Regions from separate parts of the Mus musculus genome. Here all the other regions are linked to region 3. The links are chromatin contacts, called in public HiCAR-type and Micro-C maps. All regions are on one chromosome and are shown on one strand. Each heading gives the region's core, a stretch centred on a gene start, on an enhancer-like site or on the middle of the called end of the contact. The rest is flanking DNA. Distances are from core to core; before and after follow the strand shown.

Region 1 (2,700 bases), core at 135-2,634, 350 kb after region 3:
TGGGGCTCAGCCTTGGAGTACTTACCTGGCATTTATGAAGCCTTAGGCTCATGGCAGTACAACCAAAAAGGGGAAGGGGGCAGGAAGGGGGGGGTGGGCAGCGAAAGGGAGGGGGAAGGGAGAGTAAGGGAGGAAGGCAAGGAGGGAGGGATGTCCTTCAGGAGACTAATAATACATGGTAGACCATAGCAATATAAGAAAGATGACAAAATGATACGGCAAGATGTTATTAATTTACCATTACTTCGGGAAAAGGTTAGTTTTGGTGAGCATAGCAAAGTTGTAATAAAGACCTAAAGACCAGAGTCTAGACCGGTGACACATCACTTTCTACCAGGACTATGGATGTGTTTCAATTATATGCACTTAGTTATAGCAGAGAATGTTTTAAAGTGCAGCTTAATCATCATGTTTTGTGACTCTGCCTTTCGGCACTGTTATATAGGAAGGGTAGGTTTTATTTTGGATGGATAAATTCAGACGAGCAGAATCTAGCCAAGACCCATCTTTATCATTATAGACCAAGAGTTTGTAGTGTTAACCTATGAGCTCTTAAATCATCTGTCTTCTCTAATCTCAGTCTGGCTTCATGGTTTGCAACTCATTCTGTCAGCCTTTCCTCAGGGTAGTGGCATATAGAAGCATCTGTAGCCACCATCACGCACTGTATGGTTTAAAGAACAGATTTCCCTTCTTGCAATTCGGGGGCCTGAAAATCAAACACTTGGGTTGGGTTGGTTTCTTCTGAGCCACGTTCCGTGGCTTACAGAGTCTCCTCCCTTTGTTTTCAGACAGATCTTTGTAACATTTCGGGTCCTGATCTCCCCACACCCTGTGAGCAACTGTCAAACTACGTTAGAGGCCACTCTGAAGACCGACCGACCAGGGACAGTTGCAGTCTGAGAACCTGGAGGTTAATTCCTCAACACATAGAGGGATATAGTCTTTAATGATCACATTGCTAATTTTAGTATTTAAGGCTTACTTGGAAATAATCATATCCCTTCACATATTCATCTGCTAATCATCTATGTAGATAAAAAGCTAAGAGAAAAATACACAATTTCCTAATGGATGTATGACCTCTCTTGAACAAACAGAAATGAACTAGCCCAATTACAGAAATGAACTCATTACGTTAATGGTAACTAAAATCCTTAGCTGCTGTTATCAATTACAATAGAATAACTTGTATTTTCCTCAGTGGTCAGCGTTCCTTCTGGGATCTTTTGTTTTTGATCAAACTGAGACTTGCCTTTTCTTCCTTCACATTTTCCTGTGGGCACTGGTGCAAATTAAAGTGAGAAGGGAAAGGAGGGGTCCACCAACCAGTGTAACAGGAAACACCGAGTCAAACAAATGGTTTAGAGCCAATCTTGTGATGACATCAGCAGGGAACCATCCCAGGAATGGCTGCTATTTCCACATCTGATGGGGCACAATCTTCTACCCATGCAATTGGGAGGAGAACTTTGATGGAATTCAGGGTATGAACTGTGTCAGGCATCTGCCAAGTTCTTCTCTGAGAGCTTATTATCTGTAAGGGTTAAGGCAAAAATCCTCCAAATTCAGACAGAACGTTTTGAAAGGAGTGAGGAATGGAGTGTCTCAGGTGTAGTTGGTGAAAGAAAGAAGTTTAGCACAGAGGAACAAACTGTGAAAAGCCAAGGGGCCTTCAGGCAGGTGACCTGTTTCATTCCAAGGCTACATGATGACCAAATGCACCAAATGTTGAAAGGCTTTTCCTCAAAGAAGGACAAACTTCCTTAGTAACAGAATCAAGCAGGTGCTCTTTGCGGCCGCACCATCTCTTCAGCACCTATCAAGTTCTTAACAAAGGTGAGATCCCCAATGGTCCTTTGGTCTCAAACATCATGATTTAAGACAGCAGCCACACACACACATACACACACACACACACACACACACACACACACACACACACATGGATTAAAGAGCAGCACCAGGCATGAGAGGGGAAGAGAAGACATTTGCCAAAGTTGAGTTCCATCTGATTTTTCATTTTAGTTTTTTACCTGTCGCCCCAAAATTAATAAGGGCCACAACTGTTCAGCATCTTAATCAACAGACTTCCATCATTCCGTCAGGCCCTTAAGCAGGGAGCACAGGATAAAAGCAGGGGTGGGGGTGGGGTGGGTGGAAGGAGACAGAGCAAGGTGGGGGGGGGGTGGAAAAATAACGTGAGACCTTACATATTATCTGAAGCTGAGGCAGCCGTGTAATTATAAAGCTAGCTTTTCTCTCACTTGACAGCACAAGAAAAGGAGGTGAGGAGAGGCTTCTAAATGAAACATGACATTCCCTTATTAAAGTCTGATTTAGATTTTAAATGGCTTAGTGCATGGCGCCTACTTCCCTGCTCCGGGCTAGCCAAGAAGTACACATATAATGGAAACAGAAACTGAAAAAAAATTTTTTTTGAACAATGCCTGCACTTTTCAAATAATTTCCTTTATAAACATTTTTATGCTTGGAAGAGATTTTCTTTAATTATTCAACCCATAGTTGTCTACCTTTCGGTAAACATAAATATAGTCCAACACGTATGGTATGCTTTGTGTTTAAAAATAACACAGGGCATAGTATGTGCAATGCATTAAGAATTTACTGCCTGGTTTTGCTTCATTTCCTCCCTGTTGGGGGTAGCCCACGGAAACTGCCTGTCCTTACAAGCAATGC
Region 2 (2,700 bases), core at 98-2,597, 490 kb after region 3:
CATTGGTCGATCTCACTTCAAACATTTTCTAATTTCCATAGTGATCTCTTATGTTTCCTGGATTAATTGCATGTATTTTACAAACATAAATATTTCTGTCATTTTATATTTCTTTGCATCAAAAATACATCCTGTATTTCAATCCTTTGCATTTTTTTATGCGTACTTGTTCTGGCATACAATAATTATAGTAAATTGTCCTCTTTAGAATGAAGAAATGAAGTCTCTTGTGTAGTTACTGTGTAAAGCATTCTACATGTTAAGATGAGAACTTCATTCATGCCGTTGGCAATCATCTGTATCCTTTGTGATGTTTGATCTGTGAGCTAATAAGCCTTTGCAGCAATCATGAATTTTTGTTTTCAGTCGGTTTGTTGTTTGCTTTATGTATTTTCATCTACTTCTCCATGTTTGAGTTAGACTTATTTCTCCGAGGTGTGATCCACTTGGAAATATGCTGTTTGCATTTTTGCCGTTAGTGTTTTTTAACAAGGAAGCATGGCAAAGACATGTCCTCCTTACAAAGGATGGATAATAAAGATAATTTCCTTGTCTTGCCCCCGCTGTGTCTCCTCTCTCATTGCCTCAGCCCTCAGCTATTAGATGGGTGCCAATGAAGGCAGTCTCTCTGTGAACTACTGGCTGCGGTGCCAGCTGCTAGGATCCACTGGTGCATCAGGCCACACCCTCACAGCACGCTGAGGTTCCTGCCATATTGGGTCTCTCTTCTTTCTGTCTGTAATCAGATGACTTGGAACCTGCTGGCTCTGACTGGATTTTAGCACATGACTTTCATCTGTAAAAGATCCTGGAATCTTACACACTGGAGATGAGCTAGTCTTCCATTTTACAGCTGGAGTACTGCCTCATGTAAGAGGAAGGTGCTATACGCCACATTGCTTTCCAGCCCCCAGGTTTTTTGAGATAAAATGAGAATCCAGGTTATAACTAGATGCACCAGTTTCCCTCTAGGAGGTTTGTCTTTGTTTCTATCGCCTTAACAAGTAGGGAAGCACTTTTCTCGTGTGGTGGATATCTTGCTTATTTTAAAACTCTTTAATCCCGAGCCTAAGCTTAGTGTAAAACAAAGTTTGATTCATACCCAGTAGTAGCCTGAGAAACTTTCATAGAACTTGGGTGGTTAGCAGAGGAATGAGCAGAACCTCAACTCCACAGCTCGCTGCTGTGTGCAGATAGTTACCAAGTATGCCGAAGGAGTCACGTTCTGCTGAGCTATCAGTCAGGTACCAACGGCACCGAGGCTCAAATACCAAGTTACTGCTACCAGGATTTAGCAGCCAACCCTTGCCTCACTGACCAGAGGGGGGCGCCTAGGATCCCTGATAGCTGATGGCAGCCGGGCTGAGACTCAGCAGCTGCTGCCAGGCTAGACTCTGGCTGGGCTACACACCTCTGCCCTCCTTGCCTATCTCCTTGTCCCAGGCCTGGTGCTTGATCTGTGGGGCCACTTTTCCAGCTGAGTCACAACGACACAGCTGACATCACACTCACCTTCCTATGCCTCCAGCAACAACACCCCCACCCCTTCTCTAGCCTGGCAGCCTGGAAGGAAAGGAGTGCCAACGTATTTTCTAACATTTCGAGACCTCCATTCAGAGGCTTCTGGGGTGTTCTGGCACTCAAGAAAAGCCAAAGCAGGAACCCAGTTAGACCCTTCCAAAGGACTGCAGCAGCATCCAGCCCACCCTGGCCTGCACCAGAAAATCTGAGGGAACAAGAGGACTCTTTGTAATTCACACATTCCATCAAGATGGGCCCAAATCAGGTTCTGTCAACTCCCACACCACCCCGCTTTCCCCTGCTCCAAAACCAGAACCATTACATAGCTCAACAGACTTTTATTCAGATCGGAGGCTTTGTTAGCACCAAGGATTTGATCCAAGATTCTCTCTCTCTGTGGGAACTTGCATGGGCACCTCTTCCCCAAGCACCACAGCAAAAGCAGATGGCCGTCTTGGAGCGGGTCAGAAGTCCGGGACTCTGACAGGTTCAGAGTTCTATTTGCCAGGTTGAATTGCTTGTAATTAAAATGCTCCTCCTCCTTCTCCTCCTCCTCCTCCTCCTCCTCCTCCTCCTCTTCCTCCTCCTCTTCCTCCTCATCCTCCTTCTCCTCCTCTTCTTCCTCCTCCTCCTCCTCCTCTTCCTCCTCCTGCTCTGCTCTCCTGAACTTATCCTAGGAATGAGCAGCATTGATTCATGCATAGAAACAGATCTGGCCCAGAAGCGAACGCTACCACTAAACATCAGGGACATCCAGTAGAGATGTCAAGAAAGCTAGTGGGCCTGTGGTGAGCAATTAACCTTCCCCTTGGGCTCGATGTTTCCTACTTTTCAAGGCCATGGACCACAGTCAGGGTTCTGTGTGGTGAGTTGAAGCTGGCGTATGCATCCTCTTGTTTCTCGCCTTTTTGACTGTTCTCTCTCCATCCCCTTGCCTAAGCCATGCCTACAATCAACATTCTTCGTGTTTTGAGTCTTGTTAGTAACACTTCATGACATCAGTTAACATTTATCTGCTTTCTAGTGGGGGGTGGGAAATGCCTCATTAGTCTCGACACTTTAGTGGGTGAGGGCTCAGAGACACAAGCTGGCTTTGCTCCTTCCCGACTGCCTTGTGCTAATTGTCAGACTGCTCTCCAGTTGGAGAACTCACAAGGTGAGGCCTGGCCACGTGCATGC
Region 3 (2,700 bases), core at 24-2,523:
GTACAAACGTAATTCCCGTACCACAATGACTTCCCAAGTTTAGCAGTGAGGTGGTTTATCTTCTATTTAAGCGGTGCAACGGACCAAGATGCAAGTTCTTACGTTACACAGGAAAGTTCAAGTTCCTCTGCTGACTACACACAACACCTCAAAGAAAGTAACTCACGACCATTATTATCTCAGACGAATTTCAGGGAACAAGGTCAATTACCTTTCGAATTTCATCCAGCACCGTCTCAAAGGACTTTTTGTCCATCTTGAGTACTATTCCGTCGTGACGTCTCACAGTTCTTGCAATTACAAAACGCTCATCCCAGGTTCGTCTCGTGGATAATACACCAGGAGGAGAAAGGAGGCGAGGAGGTAGAGTATTGCAAACTGCACCAAAACAAAACAAAAAATCCCAGAACGAAAACTTGGAAAAAGTTGGGTTTTTTTTTGTTGTTGTTTGTTTGTTTTTTTAAATAAAAATCAGACTTCAGTAGCTTCTTCACACAAAGCTTCAGCTGCTCAGAGCAGAGCGGGCTTGTGCGTTTGCAGAAATCAGGGCTCCGGAGGGTGCCGACAGCCGGGTGCTCCGGGGAAGGCCGCCGAGCCACGCTCCGCTCACCGCCGTGATCCGGGACACGTGGCCCCGCGGGCGCTCAGACCCGCCGATCCGCCCGATCCCGGGGTCCCGCAGCTCCGGCAACCGGCGGCCCCCGCAGGTCCTTTGTTACGGGCTTTCGTAGCTTCCGGGAGCGGGCGGGCGGCCGGGGCGCACTAGGAGCCGGACGAAGGGGGCCAGAGCCTTGCGAAGGGAGGCTCTCGAGCACCTCAGCGCTCATACGGCCAGGCGCCCAGCGGGTGCTCCCCTAAATGCCCCACCAGCTCCAGGGGACCTTTGATAGAGCGTGTCGCGCCCACAAGACGCAATGGTGCACCGCCACCTTAAGTCGCTTTTGCACAAATGATTAGTTTGGGGCGTCGGGGGGGGGGGGCGGGGTCCTAGTGTGGGAATATAGGCGTCCACGGCAGAAGCCTGAATGCTTGTGGAGCAGACGTGACTAAAGTCCTTTTCGGAGCGTGGTAGTCATTGTTTTAGTGTCACGATCCCCTAACTCTTCAGTTTCTCGGTGCTCTGTTTTGCTTCTTGAAAGTGAGTTTAAAGGAGCGAAGAGTAAGTAGGTCAGGAAGATCTGCGGACGCCGCCATCCTAGTGGCCAGGAGCACCTCGGCGTGGGGACCAGGGTCACTCGCTGGGCGCCTGACTCGGGGCGGAGCAAGGAGCAGGACACCCGGAATTAGTCTTCGGCGGTTCTCCGGTCGAGTTTCCCGGTGCTTTAGTCTGCCTCTGCCCTAGAGCCGGCTTCAGGCCTCGCTGACTTTCGCCTCCCAGACCCTCGCGATGGCGAGAGCCTGGGTCTGCCTGGCGGGCGCCGCCTTCTTCCTTTCCTGTCTGGTTTTGCATTCGCGCTTCTGTGGCTCGCTGGTAAATAGCAGGCAGAAGGCTGTGGGTGTGGGTGCCACCGAGGGGTACAGCCCCTGGGGTCCCAAACCTGCTCCCCTGGGGCTCAGCAGCTGACGACTCGTCCTCTCATTTAGTGTAAAAAGAATGCACGTGGGGCTGGGGAGGTGGCGCGGAGGTTGGGAGCTCGAGCAGCTTTTTCAGAGGACTCAGGTTCGATTCCCAGCACCAACTTGAAGGCTCACTCTCTCACTGTAACTCCAGTTCCAGGGAGCCTGATGCCCTCTTCTGGCCTTTGTGGGCACATGGTGCACATAAACTCACCCGAGCTCATGCACACAAGTCTAAATAAAAATAAGTAAACATCACACACACACACACACACACACACACACACACACACACACACTGGATTTTCCCCAGCTCTTACTACACTCTTAAGTCACACACACACACACACACACACACACACACACACTGGATTTTCCCCAGCTCTTACTACACTCTTAAGTCATCATTAGACTTTTCTTATGGTTGTTTTGATCTTTAGATATACAATCTTATTTCCGGCTACCTTCTGGTTGTCGAACTGAATCTGAGTATTTTGATTTTATTTGAGGTTTCAAGGACATTTTCTTTTCACGTTTCCTGGAGAATGGAGGACCCTCTTTTCCGGCTGGATTTGGGTTGGCCCAAGAATTCGGAATACTTCACTGGTGCAACATTTTGTGTTGCAGTTGATTCCCTCAACGGGTTAGTTTACGTAGCCCAAGTAAGTAGAATGCATTTTTTTTTTTTTTTAATATGTGAGCCTGTGAGGTCAAGAGAGACCAGAGTGTTAATGCGGTTATCAACTACCAGTGGTTTCCAGGATTGAACTCTGAGTGTCAGTCTTGCTTAGCAAACACTTTCATCTGCTCAGCCATCTCTTCAACTAGAGATTTTTTTTTAATTTTAATTATATACATTCAGTTTGATCACAACAGACAGGAATAATAAAAGAACAGTCAATCTGAGCATGACAAAAAGGAAAAAAAGAAGATGAACAGAAAGGAAAGAAGTGTTTCCCACCTAGATAGCCTGCTGCATTTATAGTATGCTAACTATGCAATTTAATTTTGAGTTGGCTTCAAGTGCACATTTTAGATTTGTATGCATTAGAAATTATTAAGTTTTGAAGTTAGTGCTTTTTTTTTACACACTTCTAAATTTCTTATTATACTTTCATTTTGATTTCTCTGACAAAAGTAAAG

What was found. A called contact is a pair of places that touch in the nucleus more often than the background predicts. HiCAR-type assays count read pairs that join an accessible place to other places.
Region 1: a Micro-C map of embryonic stem cells shows a contact between it and region 3, with 1.7 times the contacts expected there. The contact joins the enhancer-like site here to the promoter of Nhlrc3 in region 3. A contact is called at or near these places in 1 of 15 datasets of contacts at CTCF or cohesin (the NIH/3T3 cell line), 3 of 484 Hi-C or Micro-C datasets (embryonic stem cells and nephron progenitors), 10 of 115 datasets of contacts at active chromatin or transcription factors (cardiomyocytes, embryonic forebrain, embryonic stem cells and 4 more) and 2 of 9 other capture datasets (adipose tissue and embryonic stem cells).
Region 2: a HiCAR-type map of astrocytes shows a contact between it and region 3, with 4 times the contacts expected there. The contact joins the enhancer-like site here to the promoter of Nhlrc3 in region 3. A contact is called at or near these places in 6 of 39 promoter capture datasets (the C10 cell line, cranial neural crest, embryonic stem cells and 3 more), 1 of 15 datasets of contacts at CTCF or cohesin (large pre-B cells), 21 of 115 datasets of contacts at active chromatin or transcription factors (the NIH/3T3 cell line, T-cell acute lymphoblastic leukemia, astrocytes and 16 more) and 3 of 9 other capture datasets (adipose tissue, embryonic stem cells and liver).

What each region holds. Positions count from the first base shown.
Region 1 is chr3:53,108,770-53,111,469 of GRCm38.p6, reverse strand. The region is part of intron 2 of Lhfp (lipoma HMGIC fusion partner); the gene reads right to left. Among named protein-coding and RNA genes, the nearest start is that of C130075A20Rik, 18 kb to the right of the region's middle. Within about 2 kb of position 1,384, at least 47 of the 459 cell types and tissues checked have an H3K27ac peak or open chromatin away from gene starts, as enhancers often do. A contact at or near this core is called in the NIH/3T3 cell line and embryonic stem cells, where this site is marked.
Region 2 is chr3:52,974,003-52,976,702 of GRCm38.p6, reverse strand. No RefSeq gene overlaps it. Among named protein-coding and RNA genes, the nearest start is that of Gm30402, 17 kb to the right of the region's middle. Within about 2 kb of position 1,347, at least 32 of the 459 cell types and tissues checked have an H3K27ac peak or open chromatin away from gene starts, as enhancers often do. A contact at or near this core is called in astrocytes, forebrain and hippocampal neurons, where this site is marked.
Region 3 is chr3:53,461,831-53,464,530 of GRCm38.p6, reverse strand. Nhlrc3 (NHL repeat containing 3) reads left to right here and starts at 1,273. Exons shown (of 7, transcript NM_172501.2): 1 at 1,273-1,471; 2 at 2,067-2,219. The coding sequence starts at 1,388. Proser1 (proline and serine rich 1) reads right to left here and starts at 736. Exons shown (of 13, transcript NM_173382.2): 1 at 212-736. The coding sequence starts at 256.